Linked DNA regions of Triticum aestivum: region 2 is linked to region 1. A link is a contact called in public Hi-C data. All regions are on one chromosome and are shown on one strand. Each heading gives the region's core, a stretch centred on a gene start, on an enhancer-like site or on the middle of the called end of the contact. The rest is flanking DNA. Distances are from core to core; before and after follow the strand shown. Region 1 holds the start of LOC123152294 (probable protein NAP1). Region 2 holds the start of LOC123152308 (hydroxymethylglutaryl-CoA synthase).

The links. Hi-C and Micro-C count contacts between places; a contact is called where the count stands out from the background.
Region 2: a contact with region 1 is called in a Hi-C map of leaf, with 5 times the contacts expected there. The contact joins the promoter of LOC123152308 here to the promoter of LOC123152294 in region 1. A contact is called at or near these places in 2 of 5 Hi-C or Micro-C datasets (both in leaf).

What each region holds. Positions count from the first base shown.
Region 1 is chr7A:277,524,397-277,529,902 of IWGSC CS RefSeq v2.1, forward strand. It overlaps LOC123152294 (probable protein NAP1), which reads right to left and starts at 3,715. Exons shown (of 24, transcript XM_044571875.1): 1 at 3,485-3,715; 2 at 2,959-3,385; 3 at 2,809-2,883; 4 at 171-251; 5 at 8-88. The coding sequence starts at 3,327.
Region 2 is chr7A:277,974,086-277,979,770 of IWGSC CS RefSeq v2.1, forward strand. It overlaps LOC123152308 (hydroxymethylglutaryl-CoA synthase), which reads left to right and starts at 1,283. Exons shown (of 12, transcript XM_044571884.1): 1 at 1,283-1,513; 2 at 2,063-2,169; 3 at 2,340-2,472; 4 at 2,618-2,761; 5 at 2,866-3,024; 6 at 3,152-3,225; 7 at 3,318-3,393; 8 at 3,516-3,571; 9 at 3,760-3,847; 10 at 3,937-4,077; 11 at 4,169-4,318; 12 at 5,000-5,547. The coding sequence starts at 1,448. The coding sequence ends at 5,215.

The DNA of each region.
Region 1 (5,506 bases), core at 2,465-4,964:
TAATTACCTTGTCCGAGAAAAGGTTGACTCTCACAAATGAGCAAATTAGATCCATAAAAGCATGAAGAATTAAAGAGTTCTGATGGGGCTGCGAAAAATAGTGCAAATGCCATTATTTACAGATGCAGAGATGATAAGAAGTTACTTTGACCAAGACTGTGTTTCCTTACCAGCAATGTTATGACCGTACTACTTAGATCCAAAATTAGTCGCAGAACTTGTTCACGAAATTCCAACAAATCAAGAAGCAGCTAGTGGTGTGAAAAAAATTAGTCAAATGTGAAAATAAGAATAGAAGTATACTGCATGTGAGCACTGTCTTTTTTTCAATGTAAAAAATGCAATATAATGTAGTATATTATTGTACTAAAGATCAATTTCCTCTGGACATATTATTCTGAAATAGAATAGTTAACAGAATATAGCACCATTTTCAAGCTGATACTAACTTGTAGTTGGATCGCACTACAAGAGACGTGTCCGTCCAGGACAGCAGCAAGCTTTTGCAGGCATTAATTAGCTAGTAGTTTGGCTCTTACGTTTGCAGCCTGAATTGTGTTAGGAAACTTGTGGTTGCAAGTTGCAACTTCTTTATAAGGAGAGGATCGTAATCAATGAAAAGGCAAGCAATAGGGTTATCATCTGTCTACTACCTCGTGCTTCTCTCCTACGCCAGCACCCCTCTCCTATGTGCATGCTATTCTAGACACCACTGCATCTACCGCGGCTAGCTGGCGGTGAGGCTACAAGCTAAAGCAGCCTGTTCACCACAACTATCTCCTGAGATCTTGTACTGGTCATGATAATTCCAGTTACGGAACCAACCAAAGTTTGACCAGTATTTTGGAAGACTTTTGGAAATCATCAATGTAACTCAAAATTTCTCCATGATTTGTATGGTTATTGATTGAAGGTCAAGGAGATTTAGGGGCAACCGACATAATTATGGTACCAAAAAATACTCTAGTGGAGCATTGTTCTCATCTCTGACTAATACAATGGAAAATAATAAGGACTTAAGGAGGTTGGAACTATAGATCTATGTCAATGTAATTCCATTTTTACAAGTCCCAACGAGGATGCCCGATTACAGGAGTGCAGAATACAGTTATAAAGCCCTATGTCAATGTAATTCCAGTTTTACAAGCCGGGGCAGCCTTAGGTCATCTACTATATCACTAAGCTCCCTAGAATTGGAGGCCTCTCATTAAATTGAGGTCACCAATTTGAAATTGGGTCACTGATTTTGACCGAGTCAACAATCTCTCACTCAATTCTTTTAATTGAGAATGCTCTATAATTTTGGGCCTCTCTTATTCAAATGAGAAATTCAATATTGAATTTGGTTCATGATCTTGACTGGGTCAACAATTTTGAAATCAATCAAAAGCAACCGGTCTATAAAACCATACCAATCCCGCGCACCCTCACCAATTAGAAAAAAGAAGCGCCAACATTTGACACTGTAGCACCAATATAGTACATGCAGTCATCGACGCAGAAAAATTCTCCACATAAATATAAGTTGATTAGCAGACAAACAAAATCACACTACGGAAAGGCCCATCGAAACACCACATCATATGAATAAAAAAACACACACTCCATCATCTTTCCCACTAACCAAACCAAATACTCCATCTGTTTCAAAATATATGGTGTACTACTTCCGTCCTGGTTTATTGGTTCCCTACGTATTTTGTGCCAAATTTTGAACTTAGATTTAACTAACAAAATGTTAATGCATGTCACCAAAAATAGCATCATTGAAACCTATGTACAAATATGAATCCAAGGATATAATTTTTGGTCACATGCATTCATATTTCGTTAGTTAAATGTACGGTCAAAGTTTTACACAAAATACAAAGGGAACCAATAAAACAGGACGGAGGTAGTATTCATTTATGGAAAAGTCAAATTCTTTTAACTTTGACCAAGTTCAGAGCCAAAAATATCAACATCCACAATAGTACTACAACAACAACAACAAAGCCTTTAGTCCCAAACAAGTTGGGGTAGGCTAGAGGTGAAACCCGTAAGATCTCGCAACCAACTCATGGCTCTGGCACATGGATAGCAAGCTTCCACGCACCCCTGTCCATAGCTAGCTCTTTGGTGATACTCCAATCCTTCAGGTCTCTCTTAACGGACTCCTCCCATGTCAAATTCGGTCTACCCCGCCCTCTCTTGACATTCTCCGCACGCTTTAGCCGTCCACTATGCACCGGAGCTTCTGGAGGCCTGCGCTGAATATGCCCAAACCATCTCAGACGATGTTGGACAAGCTTCTCTTCAATTGGTGCTACCCCAACTCTATCTCGTATATCATCATTCCGGACTCGATCCTTCCTCGTGTGGCCACACATCCATCTCAACATACGCATCTCCGCCACACCTAACTGTTGAACATGTCACCTTTTAGTCGGCCAACACTCAGCGCCACTCAACATCCACAATAGTACTAAGTAAATGAAATATGAAAATTCATTTCATGATGAATCTAAAAATCTGATTTGATATTATGGATATTGATATATTTCCACACAAATGTGGTTAAACTTAAAGAGGCTTGACATTTCAAAAAAACTAATACACCTTATATTTTGAAATAGATGGAGTAAAAAAATTATGAAAACCCAATGACATCAATGACGCAGCAAAGCGCGCCCAACTCTTCTAGTATATATATAAAGCAAAATATATCCTACCAGACCGCAGCACTAAATTGATACGTCAACAGAACAGAACAAAACTTGTTTACCCTGCTGATACAATTAATTGTTAATCTCGGTAGTTGGCGCATACCATGATCCATTGCTCTAGCTTTTGCATGTAACCTTCTGCGTTTTCATTCAAAGCATCAAGAGCAAACTTGTCTACCTGAAAAAGCATAGTGCCATAAGATTGAGCAAATTCCAGGTTGAGAGAGTACATCCGGGTGGTCGAGACACTTGCCTTTTCAAGCTGCAGCTTGTTGGGATGCTCAGGAAATTTCTTGGACAAGGTGATGCAAATTTTCGGGAAATTCGGCATAACACCAGCTTTCCAAAATGCCTCCGAGAATGTGTGCGTGTTTGGATCTGGGTAGTCCAGGATGCTGTTGAGCCTGTACATCTTGGCCAGCAGCCCTTCCGCGACCTTGGAGAGCTGAACCACTGGCTCCATCTGAAGGTGCCTCTGGCCACTCGATGAGGGCTGAGGCCCGTCAACGCCCATGGTCCTCCAGCTTGCTGACGCCGAGGGAGAAGACTCCTCGGCGGTCAGGTATTCCGACCACCGGGGCACGCTGTCCACCTCCTTGGATTTGAACGAAACGTGCGCCATCTCCTGTTGGGAGGGCAATTGCCGGTCCGCCGCGCCTGCCACCGAGCTTTCTGCCCAACTGACTCCGATTACCAAAACCTTGTCATGAATTATGCATTTTCCTTTAGGAGATCCAGGCTCCAACGAATCCGTTGGAAGAGCAAGCGAGCGAGCTCACCTGGCAGACGCACGCCTGTACGGAGGCCGGTGGCTTGCTCAGTGGAGCAGAGATCTCGCCGCCATTGCGAAGAAGCAGCTCCGTCGCTCTCGGATGGCTCTCCTCTGCTTCTCCTGAATGGGGGAGCAGTACGAGCAGTACAGCGACCTTACCCTTCTTTTACCCTTTTTTTTTATGCTTCGTCTTTACTCCTACGCATGACTCGAAGGACCGTGGGCCCGAAGTTCTTGACTGCGTTTGGTGAGCGGCAGGGGGCATGACAAAAGGCCCGGATCTGGCCTGTAGCAGAGGATAATTTCAACCTCGCCGGTCCACAAACCCAAACCCAAACCCTCTTCCTTTGAATTTCTTCACTTTGACATTCAAAGCACTGGGCAGAAATCACATTGTATCAGCATCCGCAAGGACCATAGCAATGCTTTGTTTTAATTAAACAGTTGGATTCCCCTTGTCCACCAGTTTTGAGTCGACTGTTCCATGCTCGGGGAAAGCCCCCGAAGGGGCGATTCCCGATCCGTCCCCCCATCGGCACGCGGCGACCCGCTCTCGCCGCGTGAGCAGCTCGAGCAATCCGCCGACAGCCAACGGGTTCGGGGCCGGGACCCCCGAGCCCAGTCCTCAGAGCCAATCATTTTCCCGAAGTTACGGATCCGTTTTGCCGACTTCCCTTGCCTACATTGTTTCATTGGTCAGAGGGTGTTCACCTTGGAGATTTGATGCGGTTATGAGTATGACCGGGCGTGAACGGTACTAGTTCCCCTAGGGTTCCACCTATCCTCTGGCGATCGTGCCGGAGTCCACGTAAATTCTCCCCGGCCGCCGGTCTTCTCTGGCCGTCGGTGAGTTCTACCTTCTCCCGTCGTGTGTGCGCGCGTGCATGGCGGAACCAACGATCCAGGTGCAAGGAGGGAAGGAAGGAACGATAGCGGAGGCAGTAGCGATGGCGACGGCGGACCGGCCGAGCGGATCAGGGCTGGCGAAGGGGGTGAGGAAGAGGCTAGGAGGAAGGGGAGGCAGGATCAAAGCTCACAGGACGTGCGGAATCAATTTGAGGGGTACGAGGAGGAGTATGGCGATTACCATGGCCTCGAACCAGATCTGGAGGACCAATTCGCGAGGATGAAACTACATTGTAGGGAGGAGAAAGAGCTTGATTTCTCGGAGGAAGTGGATGAACTCATAAAGGATGTGCACTGGCTGGCTCTCTTTCGTGTACACACCACGAAACCTTTTAGTCATGCTGCACTTATGTCACAGATGCGTAATGCTTGGGTGGCGGCACAGTGGGGTTACCTTCAATGTCAAAGGCCCTAACTTATTTTTAGTTCAATGTCATTGCTTGGGAGATTGGAGGAAGATTATGGATGGAGGGCCATGGCTGTTTAGGAGGGCTCTGGTGGTGCTCCAAGAATACGACGGGTTTTCAGATGTCAAGGGATATAGACTAAACAAGATCCCGGTTTGGGCTAGAGTGAAGGGACTGCCTGATGGCCTTACGAGGAAGAGAGAGATGGCGGAGAAAGTTGCTGCCAAGGTGGGTGATCCACCGTTCACTGTGATCATGAATGAGGGAAGAATCAACCCAGCTAGTACCCTCTGTGTTAGGGTTTATGTGGATGTCAACATCATGCTGGTCCGTTTTGTACCAATAACCTTGAAGGAGTATAAGAGGTACGGTGTCTACTATGAGAAGCTGCCAGATTTCTGTTTTGCATGTGGAAGAATGGGCCACCTAGCTCATGAGTGTGGTGACAGGGTGCATGACCCGAATACTTTTGAATGGGGGGAGTGGTTGCTTTGGGAGCCGGAGGGGCCAACAGTTCAAGGTTTAGGGGGCGAGGTAGAGGTGATGGAGGAGGCAAAGGTAGAGGGAGGGATGCTGTTAGAGGGGATAGAGGAGGTAGAGGAGGAAGGGTTCCGGTGGGTGGAAGAGGGAGAGGTGATTACAGTGAGGGGGCGTTTGCTGATGCACAGCGAACGAAGAGGGATGGCATGGAGTCTGATGCTAGGGGCCAGATCGGT
Region 2 (5,685 bases), core at 33-2,532, 450 kb after region 1:
CGTGACGAGGACGCGACCGTTGCTGTCGAGGGAAGACTTGGGGGATGTATCCTGGACGTGAGGTGGCGTGTTGGTGCTGGTCGCCGTAGGGATGTTGACGGAGGAGTCCAAGACGGTGGAGTGTGCAGATGTAGCAATATTACCCGCCATGAAGGCAGCTGGCGTTGTCGTGCTCGTTGGTGGTGAGGTTTGGGCCGGCAACACGTCAGGCATTGCGTTCCACATCTGCAGACGACAGCATCGGAAGTAGATGCAGCGGCCATCCCAGTATGTCGCCGCGTGTGCCGAACAAAACCGCACATCCGCCGCCACACATGGTTGTCCATCCTCTGATATTGTTGGGGGATACACCACCAACTGCTCAATACCGAAGTGATCGAAGAGGGAATACATCACATTAACGGTGGTTGGGTAAATTGCTTGCTCCACCACCATGCTGAGAACTTGATCTGAGGACATTTGGTGGCTAGACATTTTTCCGAACAGGAAGAAGGCGAAAGTCTGGTGGACTGGCTCTGATGCCAGATGTTAGAGTACTGATGTGGATTCACTCCTCACGAACACCAATTCGAGCTACAGGAACATATACAAGAAGAATTGCTCAAGAGCAAGGAGGAAGAAGCCAGAGGTAGGAGGAGAAGAGGAAGTCGCCGTGCCGATAGCCGTGATCCACTAGATGGTCTCGACGTCGCCTCCTCCCAGGCTCTTATCGCCCTGGTGGTTCCGGAACGGGCCAGACCCCCCAAGCACGTGATGGTAGGAGGGCTCCTAACAAGTGGGGTCTACCTATGGCTGCCTCCGTTGAGTGAGTAAAAATATAAATGGTAGTTTCAATACTTTAAGTATAAATTAAGACATGGGGCAGCATCAAGCTGATGCCTTCATTGCTCATGCCCTCAGGATCTCAACTTTGGTATATTTCTTTATACTAGTAAATGCGCACGTGCAATGCACGTTAATATTTAGGCAATGTATTAATTGCACGCGGATATTAGGTATGCTATTATTCGTGTGTTAATTCTATGATTAGTGCAATATTTGATATGATATTAATTGCACGTTAAACATGTTGAACGCTCGCCATTGGAGCAATCTAAGTCGTTTGATTGACTTAGTTTGATGGTCGAGATCAGTTGGATCTGCCCTTTTGGATCTTTTTATATTGATATAGATATAGATAGATATATATGAATAAAAAGCCGCAGAAAAGGTTTTAAAATTCTTCCGTGCCTCTGGCCCAAGCAGGCCGTCGCAGCCCACAAATCGCCAGGACCGGTTCAGGGATGCAGACAAACGAATCTGGGAATCTCGTATATTATCCCCGACGTGCTCCGCGTCCACGGCGCTGCCAAAGTCACACGAACTCTCTCACGTCACACACGCCTCCTCCTCCTCGCAGCCACTGGGAGAGCCCGCGGAAGCACAGAGCGGGAGGAGGGATCGCGAGATGGAGTGCAAGGATGTCGGGATCCTCGCCATGGACATGTATTTCCCTCCCACCTGCGTCCAGCAGGTGAGGTTCTCCACCAGAGCTGCTGTTCCCGCCGCCCCCGCTCGATTTGTCGCCGTCGTGTCACGCTGCGTGCTGCGAACGTGGCTGATCTGACGCTCCGAGCATCTCCGCGTCGAGATTACGGATGATTTGGTATTTTGGGTTAGTTTCCGGGGAATTGCCGCCGGGGTTTTAGCCAGACGTGTGGGATTTCGGGTTTAGGAAGTACTCCGTAGTTGAGATCGCCACGATGGAATTGTTTCCGGAAACTGAAAGCATGATTCGGAGGTGCCATCTCGGTGCGAATTTGTGGATCACGGGTGGTGAATTTATTTGTTTACTCGAGGAATATTTGAATCATTAGTTTCACTCTGTTATACCTGCTGTCAGATGCTGCATCTGCCTTGTACAGTATTTCGTATCTCACAGAGCGAGCAAATGGTTATCTGATGTGGCTTTGGAGAGGAACTGGAGCGGCTGTGCGCAACTAATACATGGATAATTTGCTGTGTCCGTTCAATGCTGTTGTACTCAGAGTTGAATGCTGATGCGTTGAACTACTGGTTGCAGGAAGCGCTGGAGGTTCATGACGGAGCCAGCAAGGGGAAGTACACAATTGGTCTTGGGCAAGATTGCATGGCCTTCTGCAGCGAGGTAGAAGATGTCATCTCGATGAGGTATATTTTGTCACATTGGAAAAAATTGCTGCCTTGTCCGTTACCTTCTTTTACTGGGATTGAACTTCTTGATGAGTAGAATTTACTAATCAATTTTATCAAATACGTATATCTATTTAGTGCAATACTCTATTCGGTATGTGAATGCTCAAGTTGGAAAGTTGTTTCAGCTTGACAGTTGTCAAATCCCTGCTGGAAAAGTACCATATAGATCCGAAGCTAATTGGCCGCCTGGAGGTTGGCAGTGAGACAGTGATAGACAAAAGTAAATCCATCAAAACGTGGCTGATGCAGATTTTTGAGGTAAATCATGGAATTAGGATCCAACATATATTCCCTCTAAACCTGGATCTTGATGAATTCACAGTTTTCACTTCATTTAGTTGTTTGTTAGTTCAGTTTCAGTCTCACTCAATGTCGCTATTGTTAACATTTGTCACAAATACAGGAAAGTGGTAATACTGACATTGAAGGAGTTGACTCAAGCAACGCATGTTATGGTGGGACAGCTGCCCTGTTGAATTGTGTGAACTGGGTTGAAAGTCGATGCTGGGATGGACGCTACGGCCTTGTGGTCTGCACAGATAGCGCAGTTAGTCAGCCAATATCACCATATAATTTTTGCACTAAGTCGATTCAGTTTCTCTCCCTTTTGTCTCTGTGCAGCACTCATTTGATGTCCCATATTATGTTCAGGTTTATGCAGAGGGACCAGCTCGGCCTACGGGTGGAGCTGCTGCAATTGCTATGCTTATTGGTCCAAATGCACCTATTTCTTTCGAAAGTAAATATAGAGCTTCTCACATGGCTCATGTTTACGATTTCTACAAGCCTGATCTTGCAAGTGAATATCCGGTTAGGATTCTATCACTTGTTTTTGTTTGTTTGTTTGTTTTAGGCATGTAAACAAACTCTCAACTAGATATACTTTTTGTCTCTTTCATAGTATTATATCCACACTTCTGTTCCTCGGTTATTGTAGGTTGTTGATGGGAAACTATCTCAAACATGCTACCTGATGGCTCTGGATTCGTGCTATAGACAGTATTGTGCCAAGTGAGTTAACTGCCATAATTTACCCACTCAACTGCAGTACTAGCATTTTGTTCTTCTCAAGCAATAACATCACACTATGATCACGAAATCAGGTATGAGAAGCTAGTGGGAGAAAAGTTCTCGATTTCGGACGCAGATTATTGTGTGTTTCATTCTCCATATAACAAGGTATGATGACTGCACACTGCCATGGAGATGTATAAGATTTTGCAGTCTTTTAATTCTCCCAATTCTGTTCTCTAACCTCTGGGGAATACAGACATTGACTCCTCACTTTGTTACTATCACAGCTTGTACAGAAGAGTTTTGCTCGACTTTACTTCAACGATTTCATGCGCAATTGCAGGTCTGCGGTTCCTCCCTTTAAATACATGCTCCTTTTGCTTCTTAAGCTTTTAATATGTGGACCAAATAATATTCTGAATTTGTAAAAAGACCTCCACCCTTTGCCGGGTTATACGATACACATTCGACACTCTTAGTCTTGGCCCCTAGATGAAGGAACTTATTTGTTTTTGTTTTCTTTGATGTCAGTTCGGTTGATAATGATGCTAAAGAAAAGCTTCAGCCTTTTGCAAACCTGACTAGCGAAGAAAGCTACCAAAGTCGTGACTTGGAAAAGGTTATTCCTCGTTAGGTGGATAATAGTTCTTACAATGCTTAATTTCTTCGCTGATGTGACCATTAAGTCTTCTACTACTGAACTTTCAGGGCTCTCAACAACTTGCAAAGCATTTGTATGACATCAAAGTTCAACCGTCAACGTTGCTTCCAAAACAAATTGGTAACATGTATACTGCATCTCTGTATGCTGCATTGGCATCTGTAATCTACAACAAGCATGCTAGTCTGGTGAGGTTTTGGTTTTATGCCTCTATCTTATATTTGTATGCCTTTGTATCTCCTGTTCATTCCTTGTAGTTAACTTCCATTTCTTATGCAGAGCGGCCAACGAATTGTCATGTTCTCTTACGGCAGTGGCTTGACATCCACTATGTTTTCATTCAAACTAAATGAGGGTCAGCATCCCTTTAGTTTAACAAATATTGCTTCTGTGCTTGATGTGACGGCAAAGCTTGAGTCAAGACATGTGGTATGGTCTTTCATTCTCACAACCCTCAGCCAGTCTGTTGTAGATAGAAAGCGGATCTTGTCATATACTCAATCCGTCCCATAATATAAGAGTGATTTTGACACTACACTAGTGTCAAAAACGCTCTTATATTATGGGGTGGAGGGAGTATTTTACAGCCATTTGTCATACCAATGTGGTATGGTTTACCATACATGGCTTTCGAATTTGTTACCAAGTATTTTGGAGAATAACCTTTTGAGGTTTCATACCAAATTATAGTTTATTAAAGAAAAGGAATCATAGTGTATTTGTAGTCCGTACTATGGACAAGCTCTGAACCTGAAAAGCACACAAAACTGAATTCTGTATGTGATTACTCAGAAAACTTGCCCCGGTCACTATGGTGATATGAGCTTTATTCATCAAGGAAATCAGGGTCTTTGCTAAACTTATTCTAAACAATTTTGGAATTTACTTAGTTCTACAATTGTACTAGAGAATAGCCTTTCTTGAAGATAGCTACATACCATTAATTGAGTCACCACTGTCCATAGTAGATTGAACTGCTGTTTGTATTAGATTCTGCGTTGCTAGGATCTGCATGGCAACAACCATTTGCCCTAGGAATGCCCCCCCCCCCCCCCCCCCCCCCCTTAATTTCGCCAGAGCAAGCTGACATGTTCCTTTACATGTTTTCAGACTTCACCTGAGAAGTTCATCGACACACTGAAGCTGATGGAGCACCGATATGGAGCAAAAGATTTTGAAACAAGCAAGGACATAAGCTTGTTGCCACCAGGAACATTCTACCTTACAAAAGTTGATTCAATGTACAGGAGGTTCTACGAAAAGAAAACCGATAGCATTGTTGACGGCAAAATCAAGTGCAGCAATGGCATTGCAAATGGTCACTAGTGGCATATCATCAGATACTGTTAGTTCACCTTGCATTTTATTAGCCATCATCAGTACAATTTGTTGTATTTATCTCTAGAATTCCCAGTTTAGCTCGGTTTCAAATAAGCCATTATTCTCTAAAGTTGTTTCCCCCACACTCTTCAGCTTATTTTTTGTGTTGAGCTGAACTGAAACCTTCGTGTAGTACAAGCATTCTTGTTTTCCTCTAGCTTGCTACCTTTGCCTTTGATTTAATTGTTTTGTTGCTAGTGACCACTTACTGTTCTGTGATATTATCAATGAATTGTGGCAGTAGGCATTGAGCACTATTGTATCCTGTGTTTTACTGAGCACTTGTATTCTATGTCTAAGAGCAATTCTAGCAGAGTTGCCATATGAACAATTGCCATAATGCATATGGAGCGAGCTTCATATGGATTTGAAGGCTGTGGCGGCTGTGCGCAAAAGTCGTTGTAATGTAGGCTCCA